Linked DNA regions of Culex quinquefasciatus: region 1 is linked to region 2. A link is a contact called in public Hi-C data. All regions are on one chromosome and are shown on one strand. Each heading gives the region's core, a stretch centred on a gene start, on an enhancer-like site or on the middle of the called end of the contact. The rest is flanking DNA. Distances are from core to core; before and after follow the strand shown.

The links. Hi-C and Micro-C count contacts between places; a contact is called where the count stands out from the background.
Region 1: a contact with region 2 is called in a Hi-C map of whole body, with 4 times the contacts expected there. The contact joins the promoter of LOC6034249 here to the promoter of LOC6034245 in region 2. A contact is called at or near these places in 2 of 2 Hi-C or Micro-C datasets (both in whole body).

What each region holds. Positions count from the first base shown.
Region 1 is chr2:88,978,039-88,983,890 of VPISU_Cqui_1.0_pri_paternal, reverse strand. LOC6034249 (alpha-tocopherol transfer protein-like) reads right to left here and starts at 2,852. Exons shown (of 5, transcript XM_038257519.1): 1 at 2,472-2,852; 2 at 2,302-2,401; 3 at 1,973-2,237; 4 at 1,560-1,918; 5 at 1,360-1,502. The coding sequence starts at 2,380. The coding sequence ends at 1,381.
Region 2 is chr2:88,832,161-88,837,949 of VPISU_Cqui_1.0_pri_paternal, reverse strand. LOC6034245 (ATM interactor) reads right to left here and starts at 2,133. Exons shown (of 2, transcript XM_001844539.2): 1 at 1,732-2,133; 2 at 640-1,661. The coding sequence starts at 2,034. The coding sequence ends at 978. LOC119767407 reads left to right here and starts at 2,369. Exons shown (of 3, transcript XM_038255935.1): 1 at 2,369-2,387; 2 at 2,450-3,376; 3 at 3,434-4,206. The coding sequence starts at 2,456. The coding sequence ends at 4,132.

The DNA of each region.
Region 1 (5,852 bases), core at 1,603-4,102, 150 kb before region 2:
GTAACGTTGGTACCACTGCGTGATTTTTACATTTCGGGCGTTCACCATTCGAACGCCATTTTCGCTTAAAAAGCTGGATAGCGCTTCGTTTTCCACATTTCAAGCTTGTAGTCCCTATTCACCCCAGTTGTTGGTTTATAAAAAAATAGAATGGAAGAGATTCTTAAAATATACTTTAAAAATGCTTTGATTCAATCTTAGTATAACAAATTTATTGAAAAATAAAACAACCTTAACCTGATAAAAAGTTGTAAACTAACAGGCTCTCGTCACAAATAAACAATCAATTACAAAAGGAGAATCTAGTCTTGGATATCCATATCTTTATGATTGGGTGATTGGAGGCGGGTTTTATTCTAAAATGTCAGCATTTCCCCTATTTCTGCCTGTTCAGTTCGGTCCATTAGCGAATATTTTAAACTGTCTATTGTAAGACATTGTTGAATCAACATATCGTTTGTTTTATTGTTATCCAGTAAGAAAGGATGGTCAAATTTTCTATTTGTTTTGTTCGTCGGCTTAAGGTCAAGGTCAAATTTCAAACCCATGTTTAAAAATTTTTAAGTAAAAACTATTCAAAAATGCTTTACACATTATTACAGTTATGTACCAAAATATTGTAAATTACCAATGAATTACCGAAAAAAAAGTTTCCTTATGTATAAAACTTCTTCTTCTTCTTATTCCCACAGAAACTTGGCGTAAATAGATTTTAACCAATTTTAGCAATCTAAAAAAATAATATTAATATTGCTGAAAAAGAAAATAATAACTTACGCAAATTTCGGGGGGAAACAACTAGAGAATGTACCTATTGCATTTCTAGCAATGGAATCGTGAAATTAGTGAGAAGGAAATTCTTTGATTATTTAGAATATCACCGCATTTCACGGGATTTTTAAATTGCAAGGCCCAGACCAACATTTCACGGATTTGCGGCTTCCACGAAATTTCGGAAAAAAACACTAACACTGATTTTTGGAAATCCGCCTCCTTCCTCCCATGATGATTGTACACTCAACCCCCGGTGGTTGGTCACTTTTTCGTTTGACACTTTTTTAGTTTGTACCCCGTTGGTTGGTCAAAGTCAAACTAAAAAGTGACGAACTGTCACTTTTTACACGGCGCTCACACACACGATCAAAACAAACGTTTGAAAGTGTGTGTGTACTCCGTGTAAAAGGGGTGTCAAACTAAAAAGTGACCCCGTTCGTTTGACAACAGTTGTTGTCAAACCATCGGGGTTTGAGTGTACTAAATCTTCAGACATGATTACAAAAAATAAAATATGAAATTATTGACTTTTTTTTATTTATCTATTTTTTTTATTTTGCCGCCACAACCAGTACTGATTTCCTCCATATTTGTTCAGAAAATGTCCTATCTTCGGAACATACTAAACCATCCACGTTGCTCAGGACGTTTGCTATCATCCACAAGATTTTCCTGATCGTAACGAATGAAGTGGTCTCGATTGGATAGTAATTTAGCGTAGAAGTTATCTGAAAATAAAAAAGATATTTAAAAATGAATGTGTTTAAAACTATTTTCCAACTAACCCCTCAACTCCTTAAACGTGCCCGCATTTCCCCCGTACTCGGCTGGCAGACATTCCTGCGGCACGAACGGAAACAGCGACTCCTTGTGCTGATGCAGGTGGACCAGCTCGTACAGTTCCCGCTTCATCATGGGCTTCATTAGCTTCATGAGTGTGTCCACAAACGGTACAACGTTGACCATGTGACTGCCTTTCAGCCGAATTGGGGCCGCTTCCTGGATGAAGGCCATGTGGTTTTTCGACATAAACAGTTCCATTCGTCTCATGTGGCCCAAACTCATGCCCGTCATGTCGTTGATGATCACGTGACCGGCGGCCATCCCGTGTTCCTCGAGAACTTGTTGCATACAAATGTGGGAACTGTGAAAAAGGTTTAAAGTATAATAAGTCAAAACTAAACTTAGGAAAACCGACAATCTCAGCAGATTCCTCTGGGAAAAGTGGGTCGGATCGGTGTCCGATAGGCGGAATAGGACCACCTTGTAGCCCTCCGGAGTGGTCTGGGGAAGGGGAATAAAGTCGGCGAAGGACATCGCGTTTTGAAACTCGTCACACAGTAGATCCGGGTTGCTGAAAAGGTCCCTGAATCGGGTCCGCATCGTGTAGTAGTTTTCGATGGTGATTTTGGTTTTCTCCTCATCGTAATAGTTGCAGTGCAGGAATCTGTGCACGGTCGTGTCTGGACAGGATGAGAGATTTGTTTAATTTCAATAGTAGAGTATGTTAAGTTTCACAGAGCTTACCACTTATTGTTGGAAGATGATGCTGGGTTGTTAGCCAGGTTTTTATTGTTTCAATGTGCTCTTTCTCTTCTGTGTTCATTTCAAATAAACGTTAGAACTCCCTAAACAAAATATTTAAAAATAACTTCAAATACTTAGAAACAAAGTAAAACTAGATTTATCATACATACCAACAATCTGTTGTCGCTGGAAACAACAACCCTCTGCGATAATTATTAATCTTGAACCGAATAATCAGCAGTATACTCCCCGACACAACACTCACTTACAACCACTTCACTTTTATACGCTTCAATCAAGCACCTGATACCGAATGTGTTTGAGCCAAGTTGATCATTCAAAATTCCACGACTTATTCACCACTAAAACGCGCAATTGTTTGATATGCTAACTTAACAATTGCTACCAATTGTAAACCTTTGATCGAATCTTATACTAACAAATAAATTTGACAAAATTTCTAGGAACGAAACTTGTCCGTCCAGTTCACGCAAAGATTGGCCACAAACTGACCTTTTAACAAACACAGAGACAGCGAGAGCCGGAGATGACCATCCACTTGTACGTAGCACATCTCTGTTTACATTCGCGTGTCGATGGCGAAAATTATTTGTTCAATAATGACAAAACATAAATTTGTATCCGATTCATCATGCTTTGGAAATCACGCACAATAATCTTATTACTCACGTTGTGTATAAATAGCTAAAACAAGTTTTTTACATGCCTATTTTTAAAATCTTGCTTTACATTTTAGGTTTGATATTTGGGATTTTTTATGCTGATTTTTTTCTTAAAAAAAGTTTTACAACATTGTAATCGGAATAAAAGTCGCCGCTTGTCCTATTTAATTTTGATAACCATTTATTCTCTCAACGCTATCGAGTATACAAAGAACGATGACGTTTTCAACGATTTCATCCTAATTAACCCTTGATCTCTGATAACTAAGAGTTATTGTGGCATGTTTTTCTTCATTTTCAATCGAATTACATCTAGTCAAGGCACAAAAGCCGATAATAGCGATATTAGAGGCATCACGTGTAAAGTTCAGTTTTTGATGGATCTCGCCTTAATCGATCTAAATCTGTCGGTTGTATTCACCGATTCTCTAACCCTTAACTTTTCCCATGAAAATTTGACATTTTCAAATGAAGATGACTCGAGTTTAAAATACCCCTGATATTTGTTCAGTCTAAATTGACTTGTCAAAACAAAAGTTTGTTTTTGTTTTTGAGCTCTAAAAGTGCTCGGAACATCACTTTCTCTAAAACTTAACCCTGAAACTGATTTTTGAAGGTTTGCTCAGATGCTTTTTCTCAATTTTGTCATAGAAGGCGTAGATTGCGAGATAAAATTTTGGTGTCTTCGAAAAAGTTGCTAATTGGGTACTAAAGCCCTATGCCAATTTTTATGTACAACGGTAAAAAACACGATTAAAAACCTTTTCTGATCACTTTTTTTCATTTTCATGCAAAAAAAAATATTGAAAAGACAACATTTTTTCGATGGATCAACTATGGTCCCCTTGGAACGAGCTGTCAAGTAGGAGCTTTTCTGTCAAGAAGGACCGCGAGGTTAATTTTTCAAAATTGATTTAAAAATCCATTTTAAACTCTTTGTGGTCGTACAAAGGGTCATTGTACTCAGAAAAATAAGCTTTATCGCTGTAAACAATAATATCAGCAATCTAAGCTTCATTTTAGGACCCAATTGGCAAGCCCAACAACTAAAAAGAAACTAAAAAAACTCAAAACTATTCCTGAAAGTTAGATTTATAAAACCACCCTAATAGTGAACCACCCTAATTTTCAATCAAACCAAAAATTGCCCCTTTCCATTTCGACGGTAACATTTCAAAAGGCATCATGTACATTTTGACACTGTCTGGGTTATTGCATATTCTGAAAGTACTCCTAATAAGCTACCTCTCCACCAAAAATGAGCAAAAGTTACTTCAGTAAAGTCTGTTTAATCACGATTTTAAATAAAGTAACATAAACAACATCTCTGCCATCAGCAGTCCCTGTTTATATAGCCCTGTCAACCTGTCAAACAAAAGACTACATGAACCTCGTGACGGAAAAAAAGCTACATGAACAAAGCGCCATGTACATTCGGCGAAGAAAAACGAATCATAACAAAGCGTCCCCCTCAATGACAGCAGGGTGATATAGACGTTGGTGATTTCAAAAGAAGTTATGTTTGTTTTCTCAAATAAAATTACGGAAATAACGTTTTATTGAATTTGGATGATCAAGTATCAATAAAAGCAACGTTTTTCATCGTTTGTTATCATTAGAACATCTTATTTTGCTTTTATATTAAAATGGGAATTGAAAATGGATGCTCAACATTCAAATTCGTTTTTCTCAAAACGCATGGTTTGTACATGATGCTTTTTGAAATGTTGGCGTCGATTTGCAACAACAATTCTGGAGTTTTTTTTTTTAAAGGTCCAATAAACCAAATTTTCAGTTTTTGATTTTTGGGTGTTTTTTAATACCCCTGACTCAAGGCGGTTTCAAAAACACCCAAAAAGCAAAAACTGGAAATTTGGTTTATTGGACATTTCTAATCTAATCTAATCAGACCCTAGCGCAGCCAATCTTTCTAAGGGATCCTGGAAAGTGCCTTAGGTTAGATGACGCCTAGCACTCTTCTTGTCATTTATTAACATTTGTAGTGCGCCATTGCATCGGAATGCATTGAAACATCACAAGCGTTAAAGCGGCCAGACCTACTGCGTAAAACCGTATCGCAGAGATGACTCGTAATTGGGTTGAGTTTGAGCACTGAGTGTTCGAACAACAACACAATTCTGAATCGACAGGGGAGGAAGAAGCGTGGGGACACACCACCATACGCCCCGTGATTTGGTTGTATTCGTTGGGAGCACCATGCTAAGAAGGTTTGGTACTCCGGGACCCTCTGGGATGGGACATTGTATTTCCACGAATGCCCTGGACACTATTTGCCGTGGTTATAGCGCCACAACTCGCTCTCTGTAACAGTATTCCTAATTCCAGTCGACGCTCACCAAGTCGTCATGGCCTAGTGGTTAGCATTTTTGCTTACCAATCCAAAGGACGGGGGATCGAACCCCGACTTTGATTTTTCGTTCATATTCATCATTTCAAATTTATGTGTTCATAACTTTCTCGTTGGGAGCAGATGGGAATCGAACCCAGAACCATTCGCTTACAAAGCGAACACCGTAACCAGTCAGCCACGGCCGCTCCCTGAAATTTGGTTTATTGGACATTAAAAAAAACTCCAGAATTCAAAACTTCACAATTTTTCGGAAAATCCATTCTCCACGTCCATTCAGACTTGAGTGGATTAAGAAATAATTGAAATTTATGTCAAGATCAAGCCAAATCGTCCCATGGCTAGGCTAGTTTTCCAAAATTGATTTTAAACCTTTTGTGGTCTTTTAAGGGTAATTGTGCTAAGAAAAATAAGTTTTATCGCTGTGAACAATAATATCAGTAATTTAAGCTTATTATTTTGAACATAAAAGAAACGAACTGTTGCTGAGATACAGCCTC
Region 2 (5,789 bases), core at 884-3,383:
TTTTAAAATTCAGAAATCTTAACATTTTCCAATTTTAATTTAAAAATTAATTAAAAAAATATAATGAAACACAGACAAAGCACACAAAAAAAAATCGAAAATCAAAAATAAAAAAAATCAATAATCTGAAATTAAAAAATCACGAGATTCTAAAATTTAAAAATTGTTTATTCTAAATATTCTAAAAATCTGAATTTTAAAAATTCAAAGACTCAAAACTTAAAAAAAATCCAAATTCAAAAGTTTAAAATAGTCGAAAATTTTAAATTTTAGAGCATCAAAATTTAAATATTTAGCAATGTTGCATTTGATTTTTTATAATTATAATTTCAAATGAAAAAATAGATTTTTTTTATAAATTCAAAAATCAAGGAATATGTTTTTGACCTAATGACTTTAAAAATGTCTGATTTGCATTTGAGAATTAAATTTTATCAAAAAATTTAGAATTAAATAATTTAAGTACTTAAGAATTATAGTGTTTCAGAATTTGAATTTTTCAACAGATTGAAAAATCAGTTTTTTTTCTGGATCCAAACGATGGAGCGGGATGAGCTGCTTGTTTATATTCATGTGCACGGCAGGGACAATATATATTGTTTATAGCTGAAATAAAACAAAGCATATCCTAAAGGGTGCTTCTGGATTTTGATGTGCTTTATTTATGCTAAGATACATTTATCTCGTGAAAAAAATTGTAATATTTAATGCTATGACGAGATTAAACAGTTAAACACAATGATCGAGTTTGAAAGATTAGTGCGTTGTAAAAACTATGTGAATCAAATTCTTTTATGATATTTTTCTATGCTGAATCTTCTCTCAATATTGGCTTCTAGCTACAAACTTATTTCAAAGACATTATTTACACTAGCTGTAACAATAATCATTTTGAGAACAACATCCCGACTTGACTTCACCCTCCCACTCAGCAGCGGCTAGAAATCGATCCGGAAATCCGCCGCGTCGGTACAATATCATGTTTGCGTGTGCGTCGAGCTGCACTCCAGCGGCCCTCCGTCCCAGTTGGTCTGCGTTTCGATCGTGGCCAGGCCCAGGTCCGAAATGATATCGTCGCACGTTTGCGTGTACATGTGCGAGTACAGCATCGGATCCGTCCGATCCTCGTTCGGGAACATGCTGTCGTAGATGAGATCGGTCTGGGTTTCCGTACAAACCACCAGCGGCGTGGGGAAGGTCGTTCCGGTGTCTTCGAGTTCGAGGTCCAGCAATTGCTGCAGGTTTGTTTGGCAACCGTTGTCCACCGTTGAAGCGTTCAGGGTTTTGATGGTTTGGGTTGCGGTTTCGTTCCGGTTGGCCACTTCCGGTGCGTTGTACTCCGTTTGAGTGGTTTGGGATGTTCTGGTATAGTTGGTTGGGAGATTCGTTTGAATTTGGATCGTGACGTGGGTTTCCATCTTTGGTGCTTTGCGTTTTTTGTCCAAACTCTTTTCGGCTTTTCTCTTGTTTGATTTCTTTGCCAGCAGTGCCTCATAGCCGTGGTTCTTCCGTTTTGCGTGGGTCAGCAGGGCTTCCCTGGTTCCGTACGATAAGTTACAAACTTCACAGCAGAATGATTGTCCACAGTTGGCTTCGTGAGCTCGAAGCAAGGCTTCAGTTGCGAACGCCTTCTGCCCGTTACATGAGCTGCATACAAAGTTCTAAAAACAAGAATTATTTTTTATTATTAATTATACAAAATCTTTGAAATTATTCAAAAAAAATCCAAACCTTCTCCGAATGCACCTTCAAAAAGTGCTGCTTCAAGCTGCGAAACGTCCCGAAGAACTTCTCCCCACTAGCCCTTTCGTGGTAGCAGCACGAAAACTCCGGACAGTGATAGACGACGGTGTCCTTCCGGGGAGGCTCCTCGACGGACGACGGAGCCTTCAACCCGTGGCGCCTCGCCTGGTGCAGCTGCAGATGGGATCCGTTGTAGAACTGCTCGCTGCAGTCGCCGACGCCGCACAGGTACAGCTTACGGGCGAGAATTTGCTCCGGCGGAAGCGTGATCCGGTACACCTGGGTGGCCATGGCCGAGGAGGGAGCCGAAAGTTGGGACTTTTACGTTCGCTGTCGGAGTTGAATACGATTGCGAAAAATCGAAGGAGTACGATGTGTTGTGACGTTTTGTTTTGTTTGTTTTGCTACTGGTACACGTTAAGCTGAAACTGTTTCAAACCAAGTTAGTTATTAACCAATTTTGGAATTAACACAAACCTGATTGATTGAAATTAACGTGCTTTGTTTTAACCAAAACCCGGGCCCAAAACGGGTAAGAGATGACAAACGTGTACTGCATTCTTTGCAAACTTCTTTTGTTGAGCTGAATCATTTGGGTTGGTCGATTTAAACAGAACTTTTAAAGAAACTTTCGATTTATTTCGGTAAAAATGTGTAATTAGAACTGTATGATGTTCTTAACCTAGGATTAATTCACTATCCACAGCAAACGATGAATCCCTCAACAAACACTCAAGTCTCCTGCAACGGACCCTGCCGCAAGCGGTTCCCTCCCGCTGCCGTAAACATGGACCAGGCAACGGCCAACGTTCTGCTTTCAACCTGCCGAACTCCCGGGCTGCAGTGGCTCTGTCCCGAGTGTCACCACTCGGTCAACCTGCAACTATCAACCGCCAATCGCGACGGAACCGATCTTCCGCCGGAACTTTGGATTGAAATCTTCCGCAACTTGAACAAACGAGCAATGCTACGGGTACGGTCGACCTGTCGCCGCTGGCGGGACATCGTCGATCAGAACCAGTCGTTGCGGAAGGAGTTCGGCATAAGGTTTTTGTTCAAGACGACCTTGGACGAGCAATTTTCGCCGGAGAACCTGTTTCCGGCATCGTGTGCAACGCTGTTCAGGGCAACAATAGTCACCGTCGATGCCTGGTGGCCTCCGTTTGGCGCCGGATTGACCGAACTGTTCTTGGGCAACTGTGAGGTTGCACTTCCGGTTCTGCTGGGGATGCTGAAGGAGACACCGAATCTTACGAAATTAACTCTGGGGAGCATCAACTACACTACCGCTGAAGAGGTCGAAGTGGACTTTCGGCTGGAGAAGTTGGACGATCTTGCCTCTGATTGGGTGTTTGAAGTATTTCGGAACATGGCGCCACGACTGCGGAGATTGAAGCTCTCATCCGAGCTGAAAGGAGAGCAAGAAGCAAAAGCGTGCCGTCTGTTGGAGGCGGTTCAAGGAACGTTGAAGGAGTTAGAAGGCAACTTGACACCGTTTATGCTGAAAAAGATTGCCGGTATGGATCGACTTGAGTTGAAAAGTGTAGTTCATCGTGGGGAGGCCGATTTGGCAGTGCAGCTGAGCCGAATGAAGCTTTCGATTGAAGAACTCGACATTATTGCGGATAACGAGGTAAATCCGATAAAGCAAGCTGTAAATAAGTGTATTTATAAACTATTTAACTTGCAGGATCTGTGCAAAATCGGACGAAACCTCGCCAAACTGAGGAAAGCTCGGTTTGCCCTGGAAGATTCTGGAACAGTGGTGCCCTCGTTCTTGGATGAAATGCCCCTGCTTAAGGTGCTTCACCTAGAAGGGATTGGCGCATATTTAAATTTAAACCTTCTGAAAAGTGCACATTTAATTAGCTTGCATCTAAATCAATTTAACTTCACTGGTGATTGCTTGCAACGCTATTTGACAAACTGTCCCAATCTCCAGGTGCTAGCCATCAGCAACTGTGCGCTGGACAGTTGGTCCGATATTTTTACTGCACGATTTAATTCGCTGCGCTGTTTGAGACTGTGTAGTAATTGGGTGGAGAAAGACATTATGAGCGTTCCGGAGAAATTGATTCATTTAACGGAACTTTTTATATCAGACCTTAAAATGACCAAAGCTGAGCTGCTCGTCAAGTTGCTGCGCAAGTGTCCTCAGCTAGCGAAGCTTACGATCGGCTCGATGGAAACAATCAACGACGAATTTGTCGGCAAGTTGAGCCGATTCCCACACCTGAGGGAGCTGCATATTTACGGCTGTCCTTTGACGGACAAGTCCGTGAAATTGGTCGTCGACTCCGGATCCCATCTGCGGGTTCAACTCGATTGTAACAACATTTCCGACGCGGCCATTGATTTGCTGAGTTATGTGATGCGATCTCGAGAATAGAATAATTTTTTTGCAATCTGTCATAACATGGTGTTAATTCAAATCCAAATAAATAAATAAACTCCGCGACTATTCTCCGACCTGCCCGGTTGTTAAGCATGCCATGCCAACTGAACCGAAAAACGCATTTAAAACGAAAATTTTCAAGCAACCGAAGGCATTTTTCGTTTTAGTTTGGCATCCAAACAACACTAGGTAAGAGGCCGTTTCTTCAACTACAACATCATCAACGTGCACTGCCCGTCTTGGCTACGACAGCTTCGAAAGAGTATTGGACGTGTTTGTGACGTGCGCGCTAAAGGCAACGTTGCGTGCCTCGAGTTGAGGTGACGGATGATTTTCAACTCATCCCCGGAAATCGGGAGCGGGAGAAGTCCCCTGAGGTCACCGGAGCTGTCGTCGGAGGAGCAAAAAGTGGAGCAGAATCTGCTCAACAACAACAAGTTCAGCCCCATGGTGTCGATTTCTGGAAAAGTCAGGGAAAACCTGGAATTATCAGGGAATTTTATTTGACCTGGAAAAGTCAGGGAAAGTCAGGGAATTTTATGCTGGGTCAGGGAATTTCGATGATCTTAAAAATATTACTACAAAATTTCATTTCTTTTAAAAAATTCGCCCTTGATGATGTAATTGAATGTCTTCCAGGCCAAACTTTGCAACATTGATAATATTTAATTTTTAAATTGGTTAGTCCGGAAGGAACGCAGAACTCCATATAAAAAATGCTTAAGAAAATGGTCACGATGAAAAGCACGTAGCTTGTTTGCAATGTTTAGGTTTAAAAATCAAATAATTTGGATTTGATTTGGATTTCCGTTCAACTGAAAAATACAAATTACTAGCGCACACAGGGTAGGGCAATATGAGGCAGTTGCCCCACCATCCTCAGAGATTTGTTCTAAAATTGGTTGTTTGCTTAGCATGCTTAGGGACCATAGAGAAAATCATACATTTTGTCAGAAAAATTTAATGATTTAAAATTATAAGGCTAAAAAATTTTCCAAAATTTCACTTAAGTATTCGAAATCTAAATTCTTATTTTTCTCAAAATTAAACTGGACTATGATTTAAAAATGATCCAAAGTAGTCTAAATTTGTGTAATCTAAAATGTAAGCAAAATAGTGATGGTGAAATAAAATTAAAGATCAAAGAATTAAATTCAAGAATTAAAGAAATAAAACAAAAAATTATGGAAAAAACAGGGTATTTACGGACTACACTCAACTTATTTTTAAACATACTGACTCTGAATATTTAATTTCTTTAAGTATTTGAGTAATGTTTTTTTATCCTTATATTCAATTTTAATCTGGTGAATCTTAATCATATTTCAAACTTTTCCTGAAGATACAGACATTTGGATGTAACAAAAATTATGATTGGGCATGTTCCAGTGGGTGTACTGTGCTTCTTTCCCAAATATGAGCTTGATTGGATGTAACAGAAGCTTCTCCGCCTTTGAATTTTAGATGAGATTCAACCAGAAGAAATATTTTTTAATTTTAAATTTTAAAATCAAAGGTTAAAAAAATTTTAAAACAAAAATCAAAGATATAAAAAAATAAAATAAGAACAATCAAGAGAACAAAAAATATTATTTTAAAATTCTTAAATTCTTAAATTCTTAAATTCTTAAATTCTTAAATTCTTAAATTC